Regions from separate parts of the Sus scrofa genome. Here regions 1, 2 and 3 are each linked to region 4. A link is a contact called in public Hi-C and promoter capture Hi-C data. All regions are on one chromosome and are shown on one strand. The core of a region is the stretch at or near the end of the contact, and the rest is flanking DNA. Distances in the headings are between cores, read along the strand shown. Region 1 holds the start of MLLT1 (protein ENL). Region 2 holds the start of GTF2F1 (general transcription factor IIF subunit 1). Region 3 holds the start of SAFB (scaffold attachment factor B1). Region 4 holds the start of RANBP3 (ran-binding protein 3).

Region 1 (2,700 bases), core at 168-2,667, 280 kb after region 4:
GGGTGATCCTGAACCTAAGAAGAGAAACAGGGGTTCTGAAGAGACTGGGCCTGTGAAGAGAGGACAACTGAGGTCAGAGGAGACAGATCAAGGAGCTCAACACTGGTGGGGAAAAAAGTAGGGAAGCAAAAAAATCAGAGTCACAGAGGCAAAGAAGGCTCAAGCTGAGAGAAGTAAGGCATTTGGTGTCAAGGGTGTTAGAGCTCCAGGTCAGAGCAGAAATGGCCCATGGGCCCGATCACAGAGAAGATCTGAAGGTGAAGACACAGCCCCTTGGGTCCAAGGGAGAGTGACCAGGGCCTGAAACCCTGAAGCAGCAGAGTGAGTCAAAGATCTGAAGAAGCAAGCCTAGGTCCAAAAAGGGGGATGTTCAATGCAGGCCTGGCTCCTGATGGGAAAAGGGTCTGAGGAGAAAGTGATGCTCAGGCTGAGACAGGGGCAGGATCAGAGGGGAGAGAGGGCTCAGGCCTGAAAAAGGACTAGAGGACAGGTTAGGGTGGGCCTGGGTTCAAGAAAGGAAGAGGCTGCAGATCAAGGTCCCAGGAGTTCTGGGGAGACTCAAACCCCAGCAAAGGCTGAATGATTAGAAGAGGCAGCAGGCTGGGGGGCTCAGGAAGTTTGAGGGGACCGGGGGCCAAGGGTCCAGAGGAGGAAGGAGACACCAACCAGCCCTAGGTTCAGAGAGGAACGGGGGACTGACCGGATCTGAGGAATGAAGGGTCCCCTGCGGGGAGGGAGGCTGCGGGAATTCAAGAATGGGCGGGGGTGCCAAGAGAGGTCCCAGGGGACTCCGGGTCGGAATGGAATCACAAGGGGCGTCCCAGGGGGATGTGGGCCAGGCCGGGGTCCCGAAGAGCGTCCCAAAGGGTTCTGGGCTAAAGCGGGGTCACAAGGGACGTCCCACGGGGATCTGGGACGGACCGGGGCTCCGAGGGCAGTCCCAGGGGGCTCTGGGCAGCGGGAGACCGGGGCTTCCAGGGTAGTCCGAGGCGCTTTGACCCGCTGAGGGTCGCAGGTGGGGGAAGGGCGCCCCCGCCCCACATAAAGGCCGGGGGAGCAGTGGGCGCGCACAAAGCAGGGCGGGCGGGCGCCGAGCGGGGGCGGGGAGGACAGGACCGAGGAGGGCCGGGCCAGGCGGGCGGGGAAGGGAGGGAGGGAGGGAGGGAGGGGGCCGGGCGGGCGGCGCGGGCTGCGCGGCCGTTCCTCACCTGATTGTCCATGGCTGGCGCCCCGCCCCGCCCCCGGGCCCCGCGTCGCTCGCCGCCGCCGCCGCTCAGCGCCTCCCCGCCGCCCTCATTGTGTGTCAGGCGCCGCCGCCGCCGCTCCCGGCCGCCCGCCCGCCCGCCAGCCCCGCGGAACCGGAAACCACCGCCAGCCCGGGTCGCGCACCGACCGCGGGCCCCCGCCGCCGACTCGGGCCCGCCGCCCCGACAGACAGGCTCCTGGGCCAATTGGCAGGGCGGACGGCCTCTTGAGGGGTGGGACTTCCGGCCTGGCGGGGGCCTGCCGGGCCGCGGTCGGAGGGACGAAGCCCGCAGCCAATGGGAGACCCGGACCGGAGGGGCGGGAGGAGGCAGGGAGGGAGGCGCGAGGCGAGCCCCGCAGAGGGGAGCGCGAGGTGTGCGCCGCACGTGGAGGGGGGCGGGGGCGGGACGGGCGCGCCGCGCCTGCGCACTGTGGCCCGCAGGGGGCGCTGCTTAGAGCCCGGAGCATTCCTGGGCCGAGCCTCCCCAGGCGGCGGTAGCCTTGGTGGAGGGTTCGGGGTCTGGGGAGGGATCTCCAGGGACAATTTTGTTTCCTGGCCACGTGTTGCTACTGTGTGATGGAATGACCCTGGTCTCTGGAACTGCAGATTAATTTTCCAATCTTGGATCTACATCATGGCCCACCTGGTCATCTCCCTTCTTCCCTTGAGTCTCAATTTGCATCCATAAAATGGGGACCATCAAGATACAGTGTGATGCTAGTTCACGCTAATTTGAATGATACAGATCAGAATCTGCTACGTAAACAAGAGGCTCTCATTTTATCCACGAGATTTATCATCCCGGTCCGTCCAAAACCCCATCTTTAATTTCCCCACTATGACATGCTTTCACCACGACTTGTAAACTGTGTTTAGATCGGTCTTAAACATATTGCCCCATCTTTTTTGGATCTTGTAAGCCACTTGTCTCTTGGGCATTCTGCCTGGGATTTGGGGTCCCTTATGCAGTTATTTAAAATCCCTTCTTATAATTAAAAATCAGGGGTTTGGGGAGTTGCCACTGCGGCTCAGTGAGTTAAGAATCAACATAGTGTCTGTGAGGATGTGTGGGGTTGGGTCCCTGGCATCGCTCAGTGGGTTAAGGATTGCGCATTGCTGCAAGCTTCAACATAGGTCACAGATGACATTCAGATCTGGCATTGCTGTGACTGGCGTAGGCTGGCAGCTGTGTAGCTCCAGATGGAACCCTAGCCAGGGAACTTCTATATGCTGCAGGTTTGTCCTTTAAGAAAGAAAATCGGGGGGGGGGTGTTGTTTGGCTTCTTTTCCCCCACTCCACTCCTCATTTAAGTATCAGGCAAGGCTTCATTATGTGTTCTGGCTGGTGCTTTGCACTGAGGAACAGCACCAGAAAATTGGTAACTTTGAGAAGATGAAAGTAAGTCCACACAAATACTCTGAAGAGGGCCAGAGTCATTGCAGAGAGTAACACC
Region 2 (2,700 bases), core at 138-2,637, 380 kb after region 4:
TCTCTCACCCCCTCCGAACCTCAACATACCTGATTCCAAGTAGCAAGATTGACTTTATCAGCTGCATTGAAGGCCATGATATTATATTTTTTGGTGGTATTTCTGGAATGGACATGAAGAGGCAGTGCTCAGTCATTCATTCAGTAAACCCTCCCTGGCTCAGCCCTTTGTGTCAGGCAATGCTGGGGACCCATAAAAGACCTCAGAGGTTCCCAGTCTGTTGGCAAAGTGGGATCCATATTCTCAACTCCATTCAGAAAAACGGACAAAGATTTCTAGGAACCCAAGATCTGGCGCTAACTGGGAACTCAGCCCTAGGCAAGGGGGGTGAGGTGGCAGATAGGGAATATAGTGGAACTAGGATTTCCAGGATCAACAAGAATCCACCCAGCAGTCACAGTGGGCAGTGGCAGAGGGAATGCTAGGTAGGGGGGCTGCATCATACCGGCACTGTTTTTGTTTTGTTTTTTGCTTTTTAAAAGGGCCAAACCGGCCACATACAGAAGTTCCTAGGGTCTAAACGGAGCTGCAGCTGCCAGCCTACACCACAGCCACAGCAACACTGGATCCTTAAACCACTGAGTGAGGCCAGGGATTGAACCCGCATCCTCATGGATATTAGCTGGGTTTCTTACCTCTAAGCCACACGGAACTCCCCATACTGTGTATTAATAATGCACCCATTCGTTCATTCATTCACTCTCTTCAAAAAACAGTGATGCCCCAGACACCTCGGCTCAACCTCAGCCCTGCCCTTAGATTGCTACCGGTCTGGAAGGAGAATCAGGAGGTGCCTGAAGGCTTAGTCCCTTTTGGGAGGAGACGGGGAACTGGGGTCTGGGACTTACTTGGGAACTCGGACAACATATTCAGTGACATTCTGGCTGCAGGGGCCCTGAGGGGAGAGAAAGCAGTGCAGTGAGTGAGGGAGTATAAAGGCTGCAGCCAGGACCCCGGAAACCCCTCGCCTTACACTTACGAGGGCCGCCATGGGCGATGCGCAATGGTAGAAATCTGGTCGGATCCTCGTCCTTTTCGACTCCCCCGGGATGAGGGTCTCTAGGTCCCGCGGAAGCCGCCCTCGAGGTTTCGGCTCTCTGGTCCCTGATCGAGAACCCCGAGCCGCCAATCCTAGGAAAAACTATCCGGGGGTGGCGCTGGAACAGCGGTCAGCCTCTGAGGCCTCTCGTGCCACGTCTGCGCCTGCGCAGCCACTTAAACCGGAAGCGAAACTCTCCCGTGGGCCGCGTCACAGGCTCCGAATCTGACTTAAAAGCAACACCTACTACTGCTCCTGCACCAGCTGACTGCAATATATAGTGCGGATAACTCAATCACGCTGTATAGTAACACCCCGCTCGTGACGTCCCAATTAAGGACCGCGGGGCATCTTGGGAAGGGGTGGAGAAACAAGCCTTTTTCCTGGCCGCCCAGAAGCCTTGCGCATGCGCTACTCCACTCCGGAAGTGAGTCCGAGGAGGCCGCGTTACCATGGTGCCTGAGACCTCCTTCGCACGGAAACACTGCGGCTCCACCTGAGTCTCTTTGGTGTTCATTTTTTCCCTAAGCCCCAGGAGGGAAACCATAATCTCGTCAAGTGATCGGGCCAGGAGCCCTTGTGACGTTGGAACCGAGCCAGGAGGGGTCAAGGCCTGGGTGGGGATCACCCCACCGGCCGCTGGCGGAGTGGGTCTGTGCAAGTTCAAGCTGCACAGATGGCCAGGGCCCTGAGGCCCCAGAAGGGTAACATCGCGGAGGTGGCTGGCTAACTGGATGGAAGGGAAGGAGGCTATGGAGGGCAGGAGAGAGGTACGAGAGGTACGAGTACCCTCCCTGTCCAATTCCAGGTGTGCACACACCCCTCCCCCACCATGTAGTAACACAACTGCGCATGCTCGCATGCTCGGGACCAGCCATTCTTCCATCCACTTTCAGCACCTGCTGGCTGGGTTCTGGGCAGTTCATGGTGAATATGACAAACCATCTCCTGTCCTCTTGGAGGTTGTGGTGGATTATACAGTCTCGGAAAATGATACCTACAAGCCAGGAAGAACAGGGCTGCTACGGGGAAAGAGCAGGTGGCTCAGGGAGGAGGGACTTTTTTTTTCTTTTTGTCTTTTTCCAGGGCCGCACCCGCGGCATATGGAGGTTCCTAGGCTAGGGGTCCAATCGGAGCTGTAGCCGCCGGCCTACGCCACAGCCACAGCAACGCGGGATCCGAGCCGCATCTGTGACCTACACCACAGCTCATGGAAACACCGGATCCTTAACCCACTGAGCAAGGCCAGGGATCGAACCCGAAACCTCATGGTTCCTAGTTGGATTCGTTAACCACTGAGCCACGACGGGAACTCCAAGAGGGACGTTTTAAACTAGGAGTTGGCTAAGCAAAGACACCAAAACTGCACCATAAACTACAGCACTCCATGGGTGGGTCTGATAGTTATGGACTTTCATTTATTCCTTACCCAATACCATACGTCAGAAACCACACCAACTACTTAGAAATATAGAGACGGGGAGTTCCATCGTGGTGCACCAGAAACAAATCCGACTAGGAACCATGAGGTTGTGGGTTTGATCCCTGGCCTTGCTCAGTGGGTTAAGGATCTGGCGTTGCTGTGAGCTGTGGTGTAGGTCTCAGGCTCAGCTCAGATCTGACGTTGCTGTACCTGTAGCGTAGACCAGCAGCAGTAGCTC
Region 3 (2,700 bases), core at 180-2,679, 270 kb before region 4:
CCCAAAGGCACAGGATGATCCCAGTACCCCCTAGTTCTTTCTGGGCTCCTCACCCAAAAGACAGACAGTTCAGAAACAGGGTCAATGACAAGTTCCAAAATGACCCCTAACCTCCAAAATGCCTCTGCTCTAAGTCAACAAAGTAACAGGCAGAAAGGCGGCAGGGGCAAAGGGCTGAGGAGCTGGTCAACCCAGCCATCTTTGACCTGAGGTAGAAAAACACCCATCAACCTGGGTAGAGGAGAGGTTAGTGGTTCCACTCAACAAGTATCCCAGTGCCTTCTGGGCCTGGGGAGGCGCGGCGAACCCAGGGAACTCACAAGGTCCTGATCCTCAAGAAGCTAGTTCTGACTTGGGAAATGACAACGCCCCGCCCCAGTTTGTGTCAAGTGCCCCTGAGGTGGGAGCAATAAACACAGGATGGTGCGATATGGAGTCAGGGAAGTGCAGCAGAACTTAGGGAGGCTGGTCGGCGACTCGACATCTCAGACCCCAAAATGACAAGGCGCCAGACAGTTGTTGACCTGGGAGAGGAGCAGTCCGGGGGAAAAGCAAGGGAGGAACAAAGGTCCTGGGGCAGGACCCAGCAAAGCACCCTCCACCCCGAGAAATCTCAAAGGATCTTCAGTCTTGGATCTCCAAGAAAGAAAACCTCTCCAAGACAGAAAACCTCAAAGGATCTTTCTCTCTTGGATCTCCAAGACAAGAAACAAGAGCAAGTAACGGAAAGCACTTGTCCAAGGTCACACAAACAGTCTCCAACCCAAACCCCGGGTGCAGTCTAGAAGCCACCCTGCAGCTATAGTGGGCTTTCAGCGCTCTTGAAACGACTAACTAGAAAAAAAGGAGGAGGTAAGACACAGAGAGAAGCGGTGACGAGCCAAGGTCACACAGCCGGATCCCCGCGGTCCCTGACAGCTCGGGCTGGGTTCGGCCACGAGAAGCGGGCCGGAGGCGCCCCGGGCCCGGGAGTCACGGTGACAGGCCCGCTCGGGGGCGTGCCCCAGCTTCCTGCGCCACCCCAGGGCCCCTGGTTGCCTCACCTTCTTGAGTCGCTCCATCAGGACGCTCTTGTTGCCACCCGTGTCCAGGTTCCGCTTCTTCAGCTCCGCCCGCAGATCGATCACCCGCAGATCGCTGAGCCGCCGCGTCCCGGCTTCTGAAGCGCCCGAGACGACACTGGCCGTGCCAGAACCCGAGTCACCGGACCCTGCCGGAGACTCCGCCATCCCGGGCACCCCGTCTCCGCCACCTACTCCTCACACCGCCGGCGGCAGTAGCGGCTCTGAACACAAAATGGCGCCGCCGGCGAGGAAAACGCACTCGCTTCCTCCCGCCCAGTTTTTCCGGCAGCGCATGCGTGCGGCCCCTACCGGGATTCTTAGCAGCAAGCACGCTAGCGCGTCGACCAAACGCACGTGACCCGGCACAACGCGCAGGCGCCGTAACTGCAGTACGCATGTGTGCCGGCTGATCGCGGCGGGAGGCCAGCAAAACGCAACACGCCTGCGCGCAGTTCCCCAAGTCTCTCACCACGCATGGGCAGACGCGACCGGGAGCGTCGAACCCGCGCCGGGTGCGCCTGCGCAGGAGCGAGGCGCGCCGGGGCGGCTGGAGCGGTTCCCTCGCAGGCGGCGCCATTTTGTGCTAGAAGCCGAGATAAATCCTGCCCGGTTCTGTGTGAAGTGGGCGGCGGAGCCAGGGTCCCTGGAATGGCGGAGGCTCTGTCAGGCCTAGGCGATTCGAGTGCGGCGGGCGCAGCCGCTCTGAGTTCCGCCTCGTCGGAGACCGGGACGCGGCGCCTCAGCGACCTGCGGGTGATTGATCTGCGGGCGGAGCTGAGGAAACGGAATCTGGACTCGAGCGGCAACAAGAGCGTTTTGATGGAGCGGCTCAAAAAGGTGGAGCCGGGGCCTTGGGGGTGGGCAGGAAGTGGGTTGGGGGACCCCGGCAGCCACGACGGTGGCGTCCTGGCCTCGGGGTCCGCCCCCGGCCCTGTCTGCGGCCTGCTTTGGGCCTGGCGCTCAGCGCTTCTCCCGGCTTCTCTCTGGCTCCGGCGGGAGCTCCAGGTTCGAAGTCTAGAGTCGCATCGGGGCGAGACTGGGGAAGCGAACGGGGGAAGTTTGGGGTGACGGGTGACATCGGCTAAGGCCTGTGTTTTCCGCATCATTCACTGTTTTTTAGGGATTTTTTTTTTGGTTGGTTTCATCCCAGTCTGCGAAAGTGGACGCGGAACCTTGAAATCCTCATTTCCTCCGCGGCGTGGGGACTGGGCCAAGGTCATTCGACCCGAGTGGGGAGGTGGGGATTTGAACCCAAGCCGTCTGATTCCCTGAGCCCGTGCGGGCCGCGCGGTTCTCCTTTGGGAAGATAGATGCTCCTTGATCCGTTATGGCCTAGAAGCCTTGAATGAACTGTTAAAGTAATCGTTCCGAAAAAAATCTTCCAAGAGAGAGAAAAAACGGCTTAGGGACCTTCCAGCACGGACTCGGGGACACAGCATGCAAAGGGAAGTGCAGTTAGCAATCGCGAGATAGAACATAGAGGGTTGGGGAGAGATCAGGCCCCTGCCAGGCCCAGGGGCCTGATCTTGGGCATGGAAGACATTTACTACCCCTTCTCGATCCTGTTTCTTTTTGTGTTCGAAGAGGAAAGTAATAGTTCTTCCGTGCTAGGATTAAGTAAGATGGCATGAAACAG
Region 4 (2,700 bases), core at 124-2,623:
TTTCCTCACCAAGAAGGGGGTTAACAGTCCTTTCCTCAGGGCGCTATTGTGAGGAGTGAGGCTTAATCCAGGTAACACCTCAAGGCTTTGAACAGTACCTGGTACCAGGCCAAACGCTCCACGAGGGTGAGCACATATTATTGCCATTCGTGCAGCTGAGTATGGAAACCTCAGGACAGCAGGGACAAGGGTACGGGAGAATCAGGGCCAGGCAGGTAGAGAGCTTGCCTGTAGTTGTGCACCTAGAAACGGAGGGAACTAAAAATAGGCCTCAGAGGCCCTGAAGCTACAGCGATCTCAACATCACGGTTGATTTCATCAGACATCGACTTATGGAGCGCTTTCTCTGGGCCGTTCGGAACTGTAACCTTGTCAAAATCGCTCAGGTGGGATGTCAGCGCTCCGCAGGAGAGAATCATACAGCCTGCCTCTTTCTGGAAGTGCAACAAAAAAGGGCCGAAAGGCAGCCAAGGCTTTCGGTGGCCCACATCCTGAGACTGAGCCTAAATGAGCGGAGTCGCGGGTCGCCACGAAGGATCCGGGGGAACTGGCGGGAACTGGGGGGCCGTTTTGGGGGTGGGGGCGAAACAAACCCGACGTTCTCCATCCTCGGCGTGGGACAGGCGGGTGGAGGATGAGAAGCCTCCAGGCGGGTGGAGGATTAGGGGGTGGGGCGGCACGGCAGGGAAGAGGGGAAGCCCAGGTACCGAGAACGAGGGGGCGGGGAGGGAGCGTGGCGCGCTGGGCCCACGACCAGGCCCGGAGGTCTATTTACATCTGTGACCGAGGCGCTGAGGGCGCGCCTCCCGCCCCTTTTCAGCCCCAGGCCTGGCCTGCAAGGCGGAAAGGCCTCAGGGCCGCAGCCCCCCGCAGTTTCCCGAGCCGTCTAGCCAGACCGTGGTAAGGCTGGGGCTGCCGGGAGTGATAGGCCGGGCGGATGAGCCCGGCCTGAGGGAACGCAATGGGGGGCGGCTGCAGGGCCCGCTGGGCCGCCCTCCCGGAGCACACAGGCTCCCTGCACCTCGGGGTGCTCACCCCTCGGGCCTGTGGTCCCAAGGCCTCCCGCCGCCCGTTCCCTGGCCGCCAGCTGGCCCCCGACGGCGCCTCCCCTACCTTCGTTCGCCAGGTCCGCCATTTTACTTCCTTAAGCCCTCCCACAAGGCCTCGCGCCGGCCGGGGCTCGTCTGCTTTCTGCCAGAAACTCCCGCGCGTGCGTACTTCCCAAGCCGACTCCGAGCGAGGCAGGCAGCTTGCGCATGCGCGCTGAGCCAGGCGCGCAGTGGGGCTCTGGATCACTGTCCCCGCCCGACCAAGCTCGGAGCACGAACCTGCGTTTTAACCGCCCCCGCCTCCCTTTCCCGCCGATCAAGGGTGGGTGGGGGTGTGTGGGCGTGGGTAGGTTAAGACGCATGCGTGGTGGAGTTCCCGGGCGACGCGGGAAGCAACGGTTGGTAAGGCGGCCGGGCAGGGATGGGTTCTGACCGTCCCGCATTTCGCTCGTTTTGCGGTCCCGCCCTCCTCGGTGGGAGCGTGAGTTGTGGTGGGCGCCGCGATCGAGGCCTTCTAATAGGTAAATCGCTGGGTCTGGAGTGGGGGCCTTTCCACGCGGGCAGGCCTGGGGCCTGCAGGAGGGTCGTGGGGTGTCCTAAGTCACCCCAGACCAGTTCTCCGTCTAAGGGACCAGTACTTTGAGCAGACGTTTTTCTGAGATCACGTGGAGACGTGGGAGATGGTTGGGGGAAGTAGAAGCCTGAAGTTAAAGATCACTGGCTTTTGGGAGGGGGACGAGGCCGTGGACTCAACAGGGCCTGGCACGGAGCCTCTGTGTTTTCATTGATCACGTGGGCTGATCAACTTCACAGGGCTGAGGGGAGACTATTGGACCCCCTGGGCTCATTCGCGACGCATCTGCTACGGATCCCTCAGAACATCCCCTGGACTCTGCCTCCTCTCCAAAATAGAGCCCAGATCCACCCGTTCTCCCCAGAAAGGCTTTCACTGCCTGAGGCCAGATCATCCTCATCTCTATCCTGGAAGACTGAACAGCATCTTCTCTCTCTGCTCTCTTTCATTTTTAGGAAATAAGCAACACGCAGAGGAATCTTTTAAAAAATATGAGTTATCCTGCTGGGTAGCATTGAGAACTATGTCTAGATACTCATGTTGCAACAGAACGAAGGGTGGGGAAAAAAATGTATACATGTAAGGATAACTTGATCCCCTTGCTGTACAGTGGGGGGAAAAAATGTTAGATCAAGAGCACATCTTTCCTCAATGCTTCCAAAACACTTTCCGCTGAACTTGGAATACATTCTAAATCTCTCATTTAGGCTTACAAAGCCCCCCTGTTTTCTGCTGCCATGCGCTCCCTTGCTCATTTGCAGTTCTGACACATGGATCTTTCTGTGTTTGGGAGCTTACCAAACTCAGGATCTTTGCACTTAAGAGTGATCCCTCTGCTTGGGACTTTGTGTCACATGTCTTTGGTTTAAGGCCCGACAGTCCTTGCGCCACCTCTGGCTTGTAAGCTAAGGGTAGTTTTTTACATTTTGGATTTTTTTGGGGGGGGGGTTGGCTGTGCCCTTGGCACACAAGTTCCTGGGCCAGGGATTAAACCTGCACCATAGCAGTGACCAGCACCATAGCAGTGACAACGTCAGATCCTTAACTGTTAGGCCACCCCGGAACTCCTGGTTTTTA

Evidence for each region. Promoter capture Hi-C pulls out the DNA fragments that hold promoters and counts their contacts. Hi-C and Micro-C count contacts between places; a contact is called where the count stands out from the background.
Region 1: a contact with region 4 is called in a promoter capture Hi-C map of liver, with 4 times the contacts expected there. The contact joins the promoter of MLLT1 here to the promoter of RANBP3 in region 4. A contact is called at or near these places in 2 of 5 promoter capture datasets (fetal liver and liver) and 8 of 47 Hi-C or Micro-C datasets (alveolar macrophages, embryonic fibroblasts, heart right ventricle and 4 more).
Region 2: a contact with region 4 is called in a promoter capture Hi-C map of liver, with 4 times the contacts expected there. The contact joins the promoter of GTF2F1 here to the promoter of RANBP3 in region 4. A contact is called at or near these places in 1 of 5 promoter capture datasets (liver) and 1 of 47 Hi-C or Micro-C datasets (skeletal muscle).
Region 3: a Hi-C map of liver shows a contact between it and region 4, with 3 times the contacts expected there. The contact joins the promoter of SAFB here to the promoter of RANBP3 in region 4. A contact is called at or near these places in 2 of 47 Hi-C or Micro-C datasets (heart right ventricle and liver).

What each region holds. Positions count from the first base shown.
Region 1 is chr2:72,779,667-72,782,366 of Sscrofa11.1, reverse strand. It overlaps MLLT1 (protein ENL), which reads right to left and starts at 1,417. Exons shown (of 11, transcript XM_021083993.1): 1 at 1,209-1,417. The coding sequence starts at 1,220.
Region 2 is chr2:72,686,299-72,688,998 of Sscrofa11.1, reverse strand. It overlaps GTF2F1 (general transcription factor IIF subunit 1), which reads right to left and starts at 1,387. Exons shown (of 12, transcript XR_301807.3): 1 at 980-1,387; 2 at 849-895; 3 at 30-102.
Region 3 is chr2:73,333,223-73,335,922 of Sscrofa11.1, reverse strand. It overlaps SAFB (scaffold attachment factor B1), which reads left to right and starts at 1,429. Exons shown (of 21, transcript XM_021084024.1): 1 at 1,429-1,901. The coding sequence starts at 1,539. It overlaps SAFB2 (scaffold attachment factor B2), which reads right to left and starts at 1,381. Exons shown (of 18, transcript XR_002341685.1): 1 at 1,044-1,381.
Region 4 is chr2:73,061,555-73,064,254 of Sscrofa11.1, reverse strand. RANBP3 (ran-binding protein 3) reads right to left here and starts at 1,373. Exons shown (of 17, transcript XM_021084014.1): 1 at 1,114-1,373. The coding sequence starts at 1,135.